Linked DNA regions of Mus musculus: region 2 is linked to region 1. Evidence: chromatin contacts called from public HiChIP or PLAC-seq data. All regions are on one chromosome and are shown on one strand. Each heading gives the region's core, a stretch centred on a gene start, on an enhancer-like site or on the middle of the called end of the contact. The rest is flanking DNA. Distances are from core to core; before and after follow the strand shown. Region 1 overlaps Pgm2 (phosphoglucomutase 2). Region 2 holds the start of Tbc1d1 (TBC1 domain family, member 1).

Region 1 (3,293 bases), core at 332-2,831:
CTCAGGCAGCTTGGAGGAGGGTTTCAAAGCCCACCCTACACTGACACACTTTCTCCAACAAGGTCACACTTCCTAATAGTGCCACTCCCTGGGCCAAGCGTATTCAAACCACCACAATATTGAAATTTTGTACCAGGAAAAAAAAAATCTCCTTAGGAACTGTTTTTTTGGCCAAAGTTTGCATTTACAACACTGAGGAATGATCTAATTTTTTGTAGTACATTATTGTCTCAGTTTCTTATGAAATACCATATTTTAATTTGAACAAAACTTTGATAACTTTAATAGATATGTAGAAGTAGAAAGCTACACTGTGAAGTTACTTAATGTTCACAAATTACTGGGATTGAGTCTTCTCATTTTCCCAGGGATGTTCTTCTGTGGCCCATATCCTCGTCTGGTTATTCGTTTTCTTGCTTATGTGGGACAGTAATTCACTAGGTCAGAAAGGGTTGTTGCTGTTTAAATGTGTGACCTGTACAAATTAATCCCTAGGTTCTTCCTACCAGTAAGAGCAGCCAAATGATCACCTTCACCTTTGCTAATGGAGGTGTGGCCACCATGCGGACCAGTGGGACTGAGCCCAAAATCAAGTACTACGCAGAGTTGTGTGCTCCCCCTGGCAACAGGTATGACATCGCTGCTATGACTCTCATCCCTGAGACTTCCTGGTTCTGTTCAAGTGTTAAGTGAAAATTCCCAATTGTAGCCTAGTTAGAAACTGTGGTGATATCATGGGGACACCAACCTATTAACATGCAATGACAATAAAAACCACAGCTTAAGGTAAGATTACTATTAATAGACTTCATATTGTACATTTCATTTATTAATAGAGTTATCTAACCTGTGAATCAGAATCAATAGCCTTTCAAGTCTAAGTGGTACTATCTAAGAAGTATTTTTGTTAGAAAAGATGTCTTTCCCAACTTTTTACTTTTAAAAACTTTCAGACATAGAAATGCTAAAATGATAATTCACTGAGCCCTCAAGGTCCTTACCCAGGCCACAAGATGGTAAATACAAGACAGATAATGTCTTGGTGTTCGCAGGTCCTATAGGGCTGTTGTAGCTACTCCTGTTGAAGTGTAGAAACAGGATGTGGTGGCATAGGCCTCTTTAATCAAGGCCGAAAGAAAGAAAGAAAAAATAAATGTAGAAACAACCATATATGTATCAATGAATGAACATAGCCTGTGCCCCAGTTAAACTTGATTCACAAAACCAGACCATGAAACAGTGCAGACCCCAACATAGCCTCTACCTTTGCTGGTATCTTACAGTATGTCTCTCGTTGATTTTTTTTTTCTTTTCTTTTTCCTTTTTCCTTTTTTCTTTTTTTCTCAAGACAAGATTTCTCTGTGTAACAGAGCCCTGGCTATCCTGGATCCACTCTATAGACCAGGCTAGCCTTAAACTCACAAGAGATCCACCTGCCTCTGCCTCCTGAGTGCAGTTAAACTGAATTTAAACTGAAAGTTAAATTCTTCAGGAAACATTCTCTTTTGAATGTTATCTACCCAGGCCACCAAGGATAATTGCCTTCATTTAAAGTAAACTGCTTTCACTGAAATGCCCAAATTAGCATTTGAATAACTATTTGTGAGCTTAGCCTGGTCAACATGAATTCAGATTTGTCCCAGGTCCTCAAAGCAGCTTTTCTCCCCCTTTCCTGAATCAGAATTGCATTGAGAACTCAGCAGCTTCTGGTATTATTTATTTTACAAAGATTTTTGGCCTGATTAGAGAGAGACACGCTGCCTGATTGTGAAAGACTTCAATATCCATGCCTATAACATGACCCACTGAATTTAAACTGAAGAGATAAGGATTGATTCCTAACCAGGGGTTTGCATAGCCATACAGTGTGTCCTTGTCTTAAAAATATCACTCAGCAATATCACACTTTAGATTTCAAGATAAGTCATTTAGGATTAGGGAAGGGACTTAGGAAATTAGTCTGAACAGGTGAGAGGGTGCGCCAGAGAACCTGACAGCCTCTGGAACAGGCAGAAGCACAGAGGGGCTGAGGCAGCACCCTGTGTGGGCCGGGGACAGCCGGCCACCTTCCGGACCGGAGGACAGGTGCCCGCCCGGCTGGGGAGGCGGCCTAAGCCACAGCAGCAGCGGTCGCCATCTTGGTCCGGGACCCGCCGAACTTAGGAAATTAGTCTGAACAGGTGAGAGGGTGCGCCAGAGAACCTGACAGCTTCTGGAACAGGCGGAAGCACAGAGGCGCTGAGGCAGCACCCTGCGTGGGCCGGGGACAGCCGGCCACCTTCCGGACCAGAGGACAGGTGCCCACCCGGCTGGGGAGGCGGCCTAAGCCACAGCAGCAGCGGTCGCCATCTTGGTCCGGGACCCGCCGAACTTAGGAAATTAGTCTGAACAGGTGAGAGGGTGCGCCAGAGAACCTGACAGCTTCTGGAACAGGCAGAAGCACAGAGGCGCTGAGGCAGCACCCTGTGTGGGCCGGGGACAGCCGGCCACCTTCCGGACCAGAGGACAGGTGCCCGCCCGGCTGGGGAGGCAACCTAAGCCACAGCAGCAGCGGTCGCCATCTTGGTCCCGGGACTCCAAGGAACTTAGGAATTTAGTCTGCTTAGGTGAGAGTCTGTACCACCTGGGAACTGCCAAAGCAACACAGTGTCTGAGAAAGGTCCTGTTTTGGGCCTTCTTCTTCGGCCAGGAGGAGGTCCAAATACAAGATATCTGTGCACCTTCCCTGTAAGAGAGCTTGCCAGCAGAGAGTGCTCTGAGCACTGAAACTCAGAGGAGAGAATCTGTCTCCCAGGTCTGCTGATAGACGGTAACAGAATCACCAGAAGAACAATCTCTAAACAGAGTCAACTATAACTACTAACTCCAGAGATTACCAGATGGCGAAAGGTAAACGGAGGAATCTTACTAACAGGAACCAAGACCACTCACCATCACCAGAACCCAGCACACCCACTTCGCCCAGTCCAGGGAACCCCAACACACCTGAGAACCTAGACCTAGATTTAAAAGCATATCTCATGATGATGGTAGAGGACATCAAGAAGGACTTTAATAAATCACTTAAAGAAATACAGGAGAACACTGCTAAAGAGTTACAAGTCCTTAAAGAAAAACAGGAAAACACAATCAAACAGGTAGAAGTCCTTACAGAAAAAGAGGAAAAAACATACAAACAGGTGATGGAAATGAACAAAACCATACTAGACCTAAAAAGGGAAGTAGACACAATAAAGAAAACTCAAAGCGAGGCAACACTAGAGATAGAAACCCTAGGAAAGAAATCTGGAACC
Region 2 (3,293 bases), core at 452-2,951, 43 kb after region 1:
CCCTCCTCCCAGCACCAGCTGGAGCCTGGACTACTAGGCTACTCTACCCAGGCACTGCCTTCCTTTACCATCTGGTCTCTACTTGACTGCTAAGCCTTCCTGCACTCCAGAATCAAACGTTTTGCAGGGAGGAGGTGGCAGGGTGAGGACAAGATAAGGGAAGGAAATGGTAGATGAGGTGGCTCTGGCCCTATTCTGTAAGCATGCTCCAGAAATTCTCTGTCCCTTCTATGGTGGAGACTGCCAGGCAGGGTAGTTAAGCAATAGGTCCAAATGTGGCTGGGATGCTCCTTCAATGGCTGGCATGTCGCTTGTCTTGACGTGGTGACCTTCTGGAAGTAGCCATGGTCTGTAGGCCACAGAGCGGGAAGGACAACTTAACAATGGGGTTGAAGATAAAAGCATGAAACAGTGATAGTATGATGCTGAAGACGATAGAGTTTAGCTGGATAACCTGATCTTTTCCTGCGGAGCATTTTCCACGAACCAATCAACACTCTTTTCCTTAGACTATTCCTGGCTATATCTATTCTCATTCATTCTCTCTCTCTCTCTCTCTCTCTCTCTCTCTCTCTCTCTCTCTCTCTCTCTCTCTCTCTCTCTCGATCTGAAACTAGGAAGACAAACTATGGTGTAATAAAGAATGAACTAACCCCACATGGCAGCTACGGAGGGCTCTAGATACAATCCAAGCCACGTGCACCGCTCACTTTTCTTGGATCCCTTCTGCTCTTTGGAGTGAGTCTGCCTCTTTAACTTGCGGGAATGGTGCTTTGAGAGGTTTCTGTGGCTCTCTGGCGTGCACACAGACGCGCAGTGCGTGCGTGTGTGTGCTCCGCACGCAGAGAGGGAAAAAGCGCGCGGTCCGGGCTCTGCGTCACTCCCCGCACCTGGCCAGAGATGGGTTTAGTAGAGGCTAATCCGCGGAGGGCACTTCATCCCGGGTGTTTCTCTGAGTCCCCGATTTTGCTGCCTGGAGTGCCAGCGTCCCATCCTGCTTCGGTTCCTGGTTCCCCCCACCAGCCCCCATCCTGCCATTCGACCCCAATGCAAGAAGGATGAGGCGGGGGAAGGGCTGGTGGCTGGGTGGCCTGCGGGTACGCTGCGCAGTGATCTCCGGGTCCGTTTCGGAGGGTGCGTGCAGAGAAGCAGGATCCCTCAGGGAGCGCGGGCTCCGCTGCCACCTGCTGAGAACCTCGCACGCCAAAACAGCCTCGGGCAGGGCTACCTGCTATAAATAAGCGGTCAAGAGCCCGGTGTGTGACCACACATCCCGCCGGGAGGGCCATAATCACTTGTGAGCACGCAGGGAATATTCCGGGCCAGGACTTCGCGCTGAGGCTGGATGGGGTGGCGATGCTTGCACCTTCCCCGAGCTCTCGTGGGGTGGCGCCTGGTGGCCCCTGGGCGGGCTGAGGATGGACCGCTGGGGAGCGAGGGGAGGGAGGCCGCGGAGGACCCGCACTGCAGCAGCTGTTGCTCGCCTGTGACTCGCCAGTCTGGGCCGAGTCGCCTAGCCAGAGTCGCTTGGTGCGGAGGGGAAGGGAGGGCATCTACTCCTGTTCTTGGCTCCCGGGGGACTCACTAGGGAGATTCCGGCTGCTGTCCCCCTCCCCCGCCTCTGCTTTCCCCAGCGCTCGCCCAGCCCGGGAGGAGGAAACGCGAGCGAGCCGCGCGCAGACACCTCCTCCTCCTCCTCAGCTGCTGTCGCCGCCGCCGGCCACACCGCGGTGCCTGTTGCTGCAAGCCACCTCGGACCGACCGTCTCTTCAACCCGCAAGAGAAGCAGAGACTGTGGAGTGGACCCCCACCCCAGCAGCGTGGGGCGGCAAGAGCACAGCCAGCTGAGGACCATGGACGCCCCGCCCGCCCAGGCCATCTTCTGGGTGCCCGGGAGCACCTGCGCGCCCTAGCTCAGCCCGGAGTTCTGAGCGTGCCACCTCACTGGTAGGTTCCACCTTGGGTCCTTAGGGTGCGGGGCAACCCTCCACTTCCAGCATGCCCCTGAGCTCCCTTGCTGCAGAGAAGGCGCGGTCCCGCCACCCAAGGGCGTTGCTGCCGGGTCTCTTGGGGTGCTCTGGTGGGGGAGGGGGAAGAGGCGGGATTTCAGAGCTACCTTGTTGTCCTCTGCTTGGGGGTGGGGGGGGGGGGGAGAAACCTTGATGCTTTCTGCGCTGCGACGAAGGTGCTCAGGTCCCCTGCTCCTCCTCCTTGCATATCCCGCCCCACTCCCTCCCGCCAAATATCACCGGGGCACAAGTGTTTGTAAGGCATCCAGCTCGGACGAGGCCGGTCAGAGTGACCCCAGGCCGCCTTTTGAAAGTTCAGGGTACTTTGCAGCGGTAACTTTGGCAGCTTCTCGGTGCACGCAACATTTCTTTCTATGGGCACATCCTGTGCTGGTCATTTTGAAACCCGGCTTGATTGTTTCCTAGCAGCTTCCGGGTTGCTACGTGAGTAAGAGGCTCACTCTAACTTCACAGGTTGCTGTTCTCTTCTTTTCTAAAAGATGTGTCGTTCTGTTTGAACCCCACCTAGGTGTGGCGTTCCTGGTTGTGATTTTATTTTAAATGCCTTGTTCTCCGGAAGTTGCTTAAAAAGGAAAAGAAATTGAAAGTGATGAGTGTTTCTCTCAGCAAACATCTTCAGCGCCCTGGTACTGATGATGGCAGGCATTCACCTCCTACGTACAACCCTCCTTCGTCCTCTTAGTGGCTGCAAGCCGTTCTTCTATTTAGAGCCAGGTGTTAGAAGGGAATTTTTGAATGACCTAATTTAAATGGGTCACACCCAGGAAGCTCAGCTGTCTCTACAAGTCTAAACTTCTAAACTTTTTGCGTTGCACCTCCATGGGCAAAGATCCCTTTTAAGACCCCCTCGATGTGAAGTGGGATTCCCATGAGTTGGAGAATGGCCACACTTAGGCTTTATTGTTTGTGGAGCCTGCTCAAGGTGGGAGGGGTGGGATGGGAGAAGGAGAGGGCAGCTGTACCCAAAGGTAGGAATGTATCACTTTTCAGGGTCTCACTACCTTGCCTGAGAGCTCGCTGAGGCTAGCGAGTTCTTTTCTCTTTTCTCAGCATTCACGGTGCCCCCCTTCTGCAGAGTCAGTTCCTCCCTGGGAACCCTGAGGACTTTCTTAAGGAACCAGGAAGAGGCATGAAAAGTACATAAACGGGTGGGTGCTTTGCAAAACTCTTAGCAATGGGAAGCTGAGCCTCTGATGTGCCTGTCTTTAATGTTCGTTCCTATCAAGTTAAAGGGACCAACTCTCTTAAGTTTATCTGTAAGAA

The links. HiChIP or PLAC-seq counts read pairs in DNA pulled down with a chosen protein or histone mark.
Region 2: a contact with region 1 is called in an H3K27ac HiChIP or PLAC-seq map of embryonic stem cells, with 5 read pairs. The contact joins the promoter of Tbc1d1 here to the enhancer-like site in region 1. A contact is called at or near these places in 4 of 39 promoter capture datasets (3T3-L1-derived adipocytes, the HPC-7 cell line, hippocampal neurons and 1 more), 10 of 484 Hi-C or Micro-C datasets (CD8 T cells, cortical neurons, group 2 innate lymphoid cells and 5 more), 6 of 115 datasets of contacts at active chromatin or transcription factors (CD8 T cells, the NIH/3T3 cell line, embryonic fibroblasts and 2 more) and 3 of 9 other capture datasets (adipose tissue, liver and pancreatic islet).

Annotation. Positions count from the first base shown.
Region 1 is chr5:64,115,805-64,119,097 of GRCm38.p6, forward strand. Pgm2 (phosphoglucomutase 2) reads left to right here. Exons shown (of 14, transcript NM_025700.3): 13 at 496-629. Among named protein-coding and RNA genes, the nearest start is that of Pgm2, 25 kb to the left of the region's middle. Within about 2 kb of position 1,582, at least 5 of the 459 cell types and tissues checked have an H3K27ac peak or open chromatin away from gene starts, as enhancers often do. A contact at or near this core is called in embryonic stem cells, where this site is marked.
Region 2 is chr5:64,158,559-64,161,851 of GRCm38.p6, forward strand. It overlaps Tbc1d1 (TBC1 domain family, member 1), which reads left to right and starts at 1,702. Exons shown (of 22, transcript NM_001310611.1): 1 at 1,702-1,947.